Linked DNA regions of Mus musculus: region 1 is linked to region 2. Evidence: chromatin contacts called from public Hi-C data. All regions are on one chromosome and are shown on one strand. The core of a region is the stretch at or near the end of the contact, and the rest is flanking DNA. Distances in the headings are between cores, read along the strand shown. Region 1 overlaps Slit3 (slit guidance ligand 3). Region 2 overlaps Slit3 (slit guidance ligand 3).

What was found. Hi-C and Micro-C count contacts between places; a contact is called where the count stands out from the background.
Region 1: a Hi-C map of cerebellum shows a contact between it and region 2, with 1.6 times the contacts expected there. The contact joins two enhancer-like sites. A contact is called at or near these places in 1 of 484 Hi-C or Micro-C datasets (cerebellum) and 1 of 115 datasets of contacts at active chromatin or transcription factors (kidney).

The regions. Positions count from the first base shown.
Region 1 is chr11:35,303,254-35,308,301 of GRCm38.p6, forward strand. All of the region lies in intron 4 of Slit3 (slit guidance ligand 3), which reads left to right. It overlaps Gm46277 (a long non-coding RNA gene), which reads left to right. Exons shown (of 2, transcript XR_003949657.1): 1 at 1-5,048. Among named protein-coding and RNA genes, the nearest start is that of Gm46277, 18 kb to the left of the region's middle. Within about 2 kb of position 1,913, at least 14 of the 459 cell types and tissues checked have an H3K27ac peak or open chromatin away from gene starts, as enhancers often do. A contact at or near this core is called in cerebellum, where this site is marked.
Region 2 is chr11:35,140,384-35,145,044 of GRCm38.p6, forward strand. The region is part of intron 1 of Slit3 (slit guidance ligand 3); the gene reads left to right. Among named protein-coding and RNA genes, the nearest start is that of Slit3, 21 kb to the left of the region's middle. Within about 2 kb of position 2,483, at least 25 of the 459 cell types and tissues checked have an H3K27ac peak or open chromatin away from gene starts, as enhancers often do. A contact at or near this core is called in cerebellum, where this site is marked.

The DNA.
Region 1 (5,048 bases), core at 663-3,162, 160 kb after region 2:
CACCTACCATAGACGGGGAAAACAAATGCCTGGGGGTGCTAACCACTCAGGTTGCCACACAGATCTGCCTGAGGTGTTTAGAATAAGGCCTTTAGGAAGTTCTAGGTTTAGACAAAGGCCATCAGTGTGAAGCCTGGTGATTGAGTCATGGTGGCGTTATAAGGACAGACATGTAGATATAGACACTTACACTCTCTGTCACGGGATACTTAGGCACTTACTACAGGAGGACCACCAACAAGAAGACAATTACAAAAGGAGGCCTCTAGAACTCCAGTCTCTAGAACTGTAAGTCTGGGCATGCCCTGCCTCCCCTAACCTTTCTTTTATAAAGTTAATCTGCCTCTCGTATTTTGTTACAGGAATGAAAAATAGATGGGCACTCTATGCATCTCAGAGAACTTGGGGTTTCAAATGTATAGTTGAAGATGCCATTTTTCAGTCTTACAATAATTGTAAATTATTGCAATTAATTAATTACAAACTAATCCATCTCGTCTTTTGCCCTTCTTTTCCATCTGTCACACCCCCAACCTGGCATCTTCCATAGCCTGAAAAAATGACTTGGGAAAACCCTTCTGGACCCCATGCCAGTAGGAGTAGTTTCCTGTTGGCCCTTGGGGCATGCTGTGCCTAGTCTGTGCATGAGTCCACCAAGGCTTTTTTTGTCATATGTTATGGTTCCCACATCCTGATGTCATAGCTGAGACTTGAACGCAGGCTACCTGACCCTGAAAGCTCTTGTCTTCCATCGTAGCCTTTCATCTATGAGTACAACTGTCTTGCCATCTGCCTAGAGAGCTTATTCCACAAAGGTCCGCTGCACGGTTACTGGGTACCCCACTTTACGGTAACAGAACATAACTGCAGTGTGGTGGTGGTGGTGGGGGTAAACCTGAAGAGAGAATGGGGTGTGGTGGTGGAAGAGCCCAGAGCTGCCTTTGAGCCGGCCAGTGAGGACAGGGAAGGTTCTCAGAAGCAGAAACACATAAGCTGAGAGGAAGAGGAAAAGGAAGCCAGCTAAGACCACACTGGGAGGCAGTTGGCACAGGAATCCAGGCAGAGGACACGATGTGAGCCAAGGCCTGAAGTAGGAGAGTTGGGAGGAATTAAAATCTCATTGGCGGGAGAGAAGAGAGCCAGGTGGTTATTTTTCCTGCCTCTGTAGCCAGACTCAAACAGAGAAGATGGCTCTAATCCCATTGTATTCCCAGGCTCCTGTGATCCAAGACATGGCTGGGGGCCTGCGTCTGTCATTCTGTGGAGTCCTACAGTGGCCTCCTTCCTGGAGCTGCCACCCTGTGGGAGAGGTTATCACCAGACAGAAATACAAGCAGTCCCTTCACCATCCTCAAGGCCCACAGCTTAGAAGAAGAATAGTTCTCTCTAGGGTTTCAGAAATGTCAAGCCCATGTCTCCATCTACTTGGAATGAAAGACCGGGGTTACAGCACTAAGGAACAGGCAGATGGGCCCAGCCACAGCTCTTAAGAATTTCAGTAAAGCCGAGAGGCACAGTTAGATCAGGAAAACGTGGGAGGGAAGCTGAATTTTCTGTTCTGTCCTCTTCCAACATTCCTAGGTTCTAGGTTCCAGAGTGCAATTGTCCCTTAGACTACAGGGGCGGGGAGGGACAGGCTGTAAGGACAGTGCTCCTCCGGTAGATATCAGAGTCCATGTACTTTCCAGCCTTTTATAGAATGGCACACCATTTACCTTTAACAAGTCATTCCTCTCATATCTCCTAAATCATCTCTAGGTTATGTGTAAAATATAACATTACATAACTAGTCACCGTATACTACCATTGTTTAGGGAAATCGTGACCAAAAGAAAAGGGCTGGGCCTTTGAGTGGCGATGCAATTGTTTTCTGAATGTTTTTCAGTTCAAGGTTAGTTGGCACTGTGAATGCTGAGCCGGTGGATATACAGGGCAGGCTGTGCAGGCTTGGGCTGGGAGGGAAATGTACCGCATGGTTGATCTGTGAAGAAGAGAAAGGAGACAGACAGGCTTCTCATCTTTCCTGCCAGCCGTGAGGTGAGGGGCAGGGTCCAGCCATATGGGCAGCCAAGAGGAGGCAGGGACTGCAGCACTTGCTCAGCACTAATTAGGGCCTGGCTGGAGTGTCTGCAAGGACCCCAGCAGGGACGTTTCCTGCACAGGGCAAGCAGCCCTGGATTAGGGGCCGACAGGTGCTGCCTCCTCTGACACTTTTGGCAACATCCTAGCCACTCCTATGACTTGTCCCTAGATGCAGGTGACCTTGGAAATGTGAAGAGTCTAGAGGAAACCATCTTCCCGGCGCTCTTTGTGGAGAGAGCAGGAGCTGAAAGGCTTCCGTGGAACTTCAGCGCGTGGACGGGTGGGTGGCATTTCAGTGCGGCTGTTCCAACTCGCCCTGGAAAGCAAGCCAGTGTTTACCCTCAGTGTTTACCGTGAGGTCTGGGACATGGCATGCCTTCACATACTGTGAGGAGGTGGGGGGCCTTTGGGGTGCGCAGACAGTAGCATTAGGAATGGGGTCGAGGAAGAGATGGCAAAGAGTCAGGGTCACTTGATGACTGCATTCAACATTGGCGGGTTTGTTTGGGCTTTTGGTTATTGTTTTGTGTTGTCTGATTTGTGATTTTTGTTTGTTTAGAGGATTGATTGTATATGTTGAGCCAATACTTTTGATACCAGAATGACTGTCCACTTGGCTTCCTCTAAATGACCAGCTTGCACTGGAGGTGATGAAGAAGCTGCTGTCAGAAAGAAATCTCCACAGAACAGCCTCTCTTTCCCTTTCATGCCTGCAGCACAGACCTCAGCCCTGTCTCTCATAGTCTTGTAGACATCCCTGCACCCAAGTGCTCAGCCATCTGTCCCCCATACTGTGGCTTCTACATTCTAACACAAATAGGAAACTGCCAACCACGATCTCTGAATCTTGGTCTTCCTGCTTCTCTTTGCTCTGGCGCTTGCTGGTTTATATACTAACGATACCAGGAGGAGTCTTTATAAATAAATAAAAAACTATTATCATGAAATAGGCAAGGCAGACCAACTTTATAAAGTGAAGAGGTTTATTCAGCTCACATGTCTAGGAATCTGTGTGTGTGTATGTGTGTGTGTATGTGTACAGGATCTGACAAGGAGGCCCTGGCATGTCACGTCATAGGGGATAACAATGGCAGGGAAGAGGTCACACATCATGAAATGAGTAGCCAGGGACCGAGGTCTTGCATTCCCTATTAAGGGCATACTGTAAGTGACTTTAGGTCACTCTACCCGCTCCACTCTCAGGTATTTTATCAATTCCTGTATCACTGCGCTGGAGACCAAGCTTGCATGCGCTTTGTGAGGCCCCTCTTACCCTCTTACAGTGTAACCGTGTCATAGTACTCCGAAAGGCATCTTCAATGCTGAGAGCAGTGATGTTTGGTGGAAAATGTGTTTTCCACATAGTTAGGCATGCCCCTTCTGTTTGTCATTGCTGGAAACTATCCTTTTCATAGAAATCAGCCAGGGAGTTGGACCCCAACTAGTTCCATGGTTTAAAAGGAGAAAAGGACGGCCCTCTTAATCAGTGTGAGCATGTACATATATGTGCACTAGAACCATTAATGGCTCGTCAGAGAGAGGTTAAATTTATGTGCGGTTTAACCAAACGATGCGTCTCTGGGGGAGAGAGAGGGGGGAGCCATCTCCCACTCCCATTAAACAGTATTTGTGACTCATGGAAAAGAAAAGAAAAGAAACCCTGAACTCCACTAGCGTGAGAAAACAAAGGGGAAATCGGAATTGCAGATCTGCCAGAAACCTGCCATTCACAGAGCCCACAAATCACAGGAAAACAAAGAGAAATGGAAAGATTTGGTATTAAAAACCCATTCTCCCCTGAACCTGTGCCAGCACCCATAAAACAATTACATACAATCATACCCCGTGCTTCTCCGAGACACTAATTCTTCTCTTGACAGTCAAATGTTGTGCTTGTTTCTTTCAAAATGTTGTACCCCATAAAGAAGGGTGCATGATGAGAAGGGCGGGCCCAGAACACTGGGCAGGCCAGCTTTGCCTCTAAACATGGGAATCTCTGTAGGTTTCTTCCTGTGGACTTTCGGGTTTCCTTTGAGCTGCTGGTTTTTGACTGAGCTATGACAACCTTGTCTGCCTTCCAGATGGATCTTGTTGTCACCAAGAAACCAGACAGGGGAGGCAGGGCCGGTCTGCCAAGTAGACCCCTCCAAACTAAGAGAAAATCTCTCTGGAACTCCCTACCAGAGGAAGATGTTAACGATGGAAGCCCAGCCCAAAGTGGGATGAATGAATCCAGTCAGCTCCTGGGAAAGCCGATCCTGCAATCCATTTGTGGATCGGACGTCCATCACTCGTTCAATGGCTCTTTGATTTAGGATTAAATAAGACCCCTATGTGAAGTTGGCTGTTGGGTTTAAAGCCCTTGCATTTTGACAGGTGAAGCCCTCATCAGAGTTACCCTATGCTGAGATGTCAGGGAAAATATACAAGAGGAAATTGGAAAATATGATTGAGCCTGAGTGTGAGCTTCCTCTCCCGAGGGGTTCTCCGGGGTTCGCCTGTTTCCTACTGTCGGTCCTCGGGATGCTTTCCCTCCCTGAGAGCTTTATGTAGAGGCTCACACAAGGCATGTAGTTATATATGTATACTGGCTCCCTGTGGACACAGCTTCGTGGGTACACCTTGTTCAGATCCAATAGAAGGGTTTCTTCGTAACAGGGCTGGAGCCCAGAGTTGGAGAGGCAAGAAGAAAAATAGGCGAATTAAGTGAGAAGCATGTTACAGGCCAATTTAATCAGGGCTAATATATCAAGCCTGGTATTGTTTTTGGAACTGGATTGCGGAGTAACAGGATCCCTGACAAGTTGTGGCCAGCCCCAGTAATGGATGTCTCCAGGGTTCACAGACCTGTCTAGAGGAAACTGCAGCACAGAACACAGCAAGTGGCAGGTCCACTCTCGTGGCAGGGTCAGGCACAGGGCCAGCCAGGGCTCATTCTGTCCCTAGTCTCACTGCCTTTGCCATTG
Region 2 (4,661 bases), core at 1,233-3,732:
TGCCAGGACTTTGAAATCACCTGGGGAGATATAAAATTTCCCATGCCTAGACTGTATCCCCTGGGATCTTGATTTAACGATTTTGGGGTGCGTTTTGGATGTTGGGATTTTTGTAAAGCTCACTGCCAGTGTTTGAGAAAAGCAAAATTTGCAGAGAAATTCTTCAAATTATAGGGAAGAACAAAGAGAGAAGTTGAATGCTTGGTGTAAGGTACGGACTGACCAAAGTCACCCTGCTTTCCTTAGTAAGGTAATCGTGACTAACTTGCTCTTGCTTCTGGCGCTGTTGCTTTGTTTGGGGGTAGTCATAGCGATGCATGACAGCCAATCTGCAATCTAACCTCCCTTATTTATCCCATCTGAGGTGAAGGGCAATCGTGAATGTAGCCAGAATCATAGAACATACAAAAATTTGATTACTTTCACATCCGTGGAGGAGAACTAGGACGAGTTCAACAGTGCTCTGTGAGAACAGTCTATGGAGTAACTGCTTTAATGGATAGACAAAATTGATTTATAATTACCATGGCAACAGCAAAATGGAATTATGTCTTCCTGAGGGACGTGGATCAGGACTGAAGAGGATTCTGGAAGATTCTATTTCGCTTTGGCCCTGCAACTTGCCTACTGACCTTGGCTCCCTCAAGAAGTTCATCGCTAGAGTCCTCGCTTTCCCCGGAGCCCGTTTTGCAACCTGTGAAATCTTCAGTTGAGATTTTAAGGGAGCATGTGGATATGTCCCTAACTAAGGCAATGATGAGAAGATGCTGTAGGAGATGATGGGATGGAAGTAGAGCCTGGAGCCTGAGGCCAGGGTGAATTACAGATGCTGTTTGCCCACAGCCAGCTTCCTTATAGTCTGCGAAGCCTGTGTGTGCAGTTTAAGGTTCTCATAAAAATCCTCTGCATAAACAGCATATTGCATGAAAAACTCCCATCCAACCTAACGCTTCTCCACCTTGGTCATCTTCACATCACGGGTTTGGTTTTGTTGTCATTAATGAATGGAGCTGCTCTGCTCGGTATAAATTATCTACCAACACCCAGGACCTCTATGCATTAGATCCCTATAGAACTCCTGTTTTGTGGCAAGAAAAAAGCATTTCCAGACATTGTTAGGTATCCTCTGAGGTAAAAGAAAGTCCCCTCTGGTTAAAAAGCACCGTCAAGTTGAAGCGTGGTTGCTTCAGTAAAGTAGCAGACATTGTGAATGCATGGTAGTTAATATGTGTCGCATCCCCAGAGGCTCTCACAGCTGTCTGTGACCCAAACAGCATGTCCATTGTCACAGTTGGGGGCTCCGTGCTTCCGCAGCTAATGGTAATAACAACTGTGGGTGCCATTTATTGAGTGTTTACTATGTGCTTCGCACATGGCTGAGTGTTTTATATATTTCCTTGTCTCCATTAATTCATGGCATTGACAGAGTTTGCAGATCAGTAGCTTGTAGGCCTGATCCAGGTCTTCAGTATGATGTATTTGGTTTACATAGCATGTGTCATGTGTGCATGCATGCATGTGCCATATTCATATGCTTGGTATTTTGTAGGAGACCTGGGGCTCACTCGCTGGGTTAGGTTGACTGTTCAGTGAGCTCCATGTATACTGTCCCTACCTCCTCAGCCCCAAGTGTGCAAGTATATGTTTCTGTGGCCAGCTTATGTGTGTGTGTGTGTGTGTGTGTGTGTGTGTGTGTGTGTGTGAGAGAGAGAGAGAGAGAGAGAGAGAGAGAGAGAGAGAGAGAGAGAGAGAGAGAGAGAGAATGAATCATGGCTGAGAATCAAACGCAGAACCTAATGCTTGTGTGGTAAGCACTGTACTGAGCAAGCCGTTTCCCCAGCCCATCACAGAACTTTTTAATGTTAATTTCTTGCCGGCATTTTCAGATTGGGTGAATACATATATAAATCTATTTCTAGTGTCTTTTTCAAAACTTGACAAGTCTGACAACAGGCAGGCACTGACTGGCTTTTAGATGAGGCATAGGCCCGTTTGCTCGCAGTCCCCACCACTCCCTCTGGGAATGTCACTTCTAAGTGTGTGTCAGCTGCCGTTTGACACCCTGCTGGTAATTTTTAAACTTAACTTTATTCATTAGTCTCCTGGGTTGGCTCCTTTTAACAGTTATATCTGCTTTACATCCTCACTGTATGACCTGTGTTACTGCTCTCATTTTAAAGATGGGGAGACCATGGCACCATTAAAGCAAAGCCCTTGCCCAAAGTCATACAACGAATGGTCAGTTGACAAAGCAATTGCAAAGCAAAGAGCCCCTGCCCCAGTGGAGTGAGGCCGCCTGGCAGCACTGGGTGGATGCCGCATGAATATGTCCCTACATTCTGAGCCCTGGCCTTGTCTTCTACATCTTCCTTTCCTTAGAGAACTAACTCCCATCGTCCCTTTTGCTCACCAGGAACCACATGTGGCCAGGCTGTGAAGAGTGGCTTTTGACTATAGCTCCCCAGGCTGTTTTTCTGATTCTGTGGTACTTTTGGGCTGTGTCCAAGGGCTGCTCACACACTCCTACGTAGCTGAGGGGCCAGCTGGTGTGTGTGTGTGTGTGTGTGTGTGTGTGTGTTTGCTTCTGCCTGGGATGAGGCTGCTTGCCTGTGGGGAGGATGTGATTGCTTTAGGAAATTAAGTGGGAGTGATTAATTAGGAAATGTACTGAGGACTCTGGAAAGAAAATAGAAGCTGAAAAAAATTATACCCCTAAATACAGAATATTTCTTTGGGCCACGTGGCTAAGGAGACTACACTCTGAGGGACTGAGAGCATCCTGTCCGTCCTGCTACTTCAGAAGCGGTTGTTTGGTGGAGCATCACCTTGCCTGAATATGCTGGAATGAGCCACAAGGCCAGCTGGTCCAGCCACTGCTTTCTGTGAATGGACATGAAGGCACAGAACCCCTGCAGAGGCTGAGCAGGAAGTAGGAGACTGGGTTGGGGATAAAAAACAATATGACTCGGGACTCAGAGGACCTGGGTCTCCATTCCCAATACTTTGCTGCTAATGTATAATGCCTGCCCAGTCTCTGTCAGGCTTCTCACTTGGCAGTGGAGGTAGACTGTGATTACCAGAGAGTAAAGAGCAAGCGCCTGCACAATGGCCGCCGCTGAGTAGTACGCTAGAGAGCAGTCTAGAACCTCATTTGTGTTTTCTCCATCCCCGTGGCCATCCCATGAGGTTGGTATTATTAGCTCATTCTATAGAAGAGAAGCAGAGGCTCTTGGGGGATCCATTATTTACATAATGTTCTGACACTGCTAAGTGGCCAGAGGCAAGCTTGACATGCAGGTTGGCTCAGGAATCCATGTTTTCAACCTGTAACCCATTCTATCTCCGAAGCATATCACACAGTTTACAGGTAACATGAATAATCAATGTGAAAACTGACCCGTGTGTTATAATTTTTATATAAGTTGTTTAGCGTAAAGAAATTGGTGATATGATTTGTGAGGCTGAACTCTCTGAGGAGTTGGCATTTTTGTTCCTAGGAAAGATGAGATGTAGTAATTTATAGAGGCCCTGGTCATACAAGTAGAGCAAGCATTCCATGGTCTGAAATTCCAAACTCTGCGCTGACCCTGAATCTTAAACTTTCGAGAGCCAATGTGGTGCCTCAAGTGGAAAATTCCATAACAGTCCTAGTGTGGTGAGTTGTAGTGAACACACGGGTGCACAGACCACAGTATGTGTCCTGCTCGGTGTCTACACCAAAAGCAACTTAGGGAGGAGAGGGCTTACTTGGCCTACACTTCTGCATTACTGTTCATCACCAAAGGGGTCAGGGCAGGGACTCAAACAGGGCAGGAACCTTGGAGCAGGAGCTGATGCAGGGGTCGTGGAGCAGTGACTTGCTTTTCATGACTTTCTCAGTCTGCTTTCTTATAGAACTCAGGACCACCAGCCCAGGGATGACCCCACCTACAATGGAAGGGCTCTTCCCCACCAATCACTAATTAAGAAAGTGCCTTACAGGCTTTCCCACAACCCAATCTTATGATCTTATGAAGGTATTTTCTTCATCTAAGTTCCCTCCTCTCAGAAAACTTCTGCTTGTATCAAATGAATGTGAGATTATTTAGCATGCTGTATAAAACAATATAAAACTTTGTGTGTGCAAGGTGAATCTGAAACAGGAATGATCATTATGTTTAAGCCTGTGTAACTCATCTCCAAGATAGTATACATAACATGTAACTAGAATACTAAGATGTTGAGGACAGGAGGCCCCCCCATGGTCCTGGCATCGTTATCCCCCAAACCCCCGGTCAGAATAAAATTAAAGAGGTTAGTAGCCTAAATGAAGAAGCAACAGGCACACCTCTTCATCTCAGGTCCCCAATGCAGGATGTGTGTGCTTAGTCCCTCTGGTCAGCCTGGAAGGATAAGCAATGAATTCATGCTCATCCTGGAGCCCCCCTCCTCCTTCCCCACGTGCTAGTCCTGAGCAGAATCAGCCAAAGGAGGGCTTGGGCTTGGGCCTGTGCATCAACATTGGAGTTCGCAGTAACAGTAAGAGATAACTTTTATGGAGAGCTTTGTTGTGCCAGGCACCATGCTAAGTGCTTTGAATGTTCCGTTTTACTGCACACAGGGCTTGGATTGGATCCGAACTGAGGCGCAGGGGGATAATTAGGGCACATACCCGGCATACA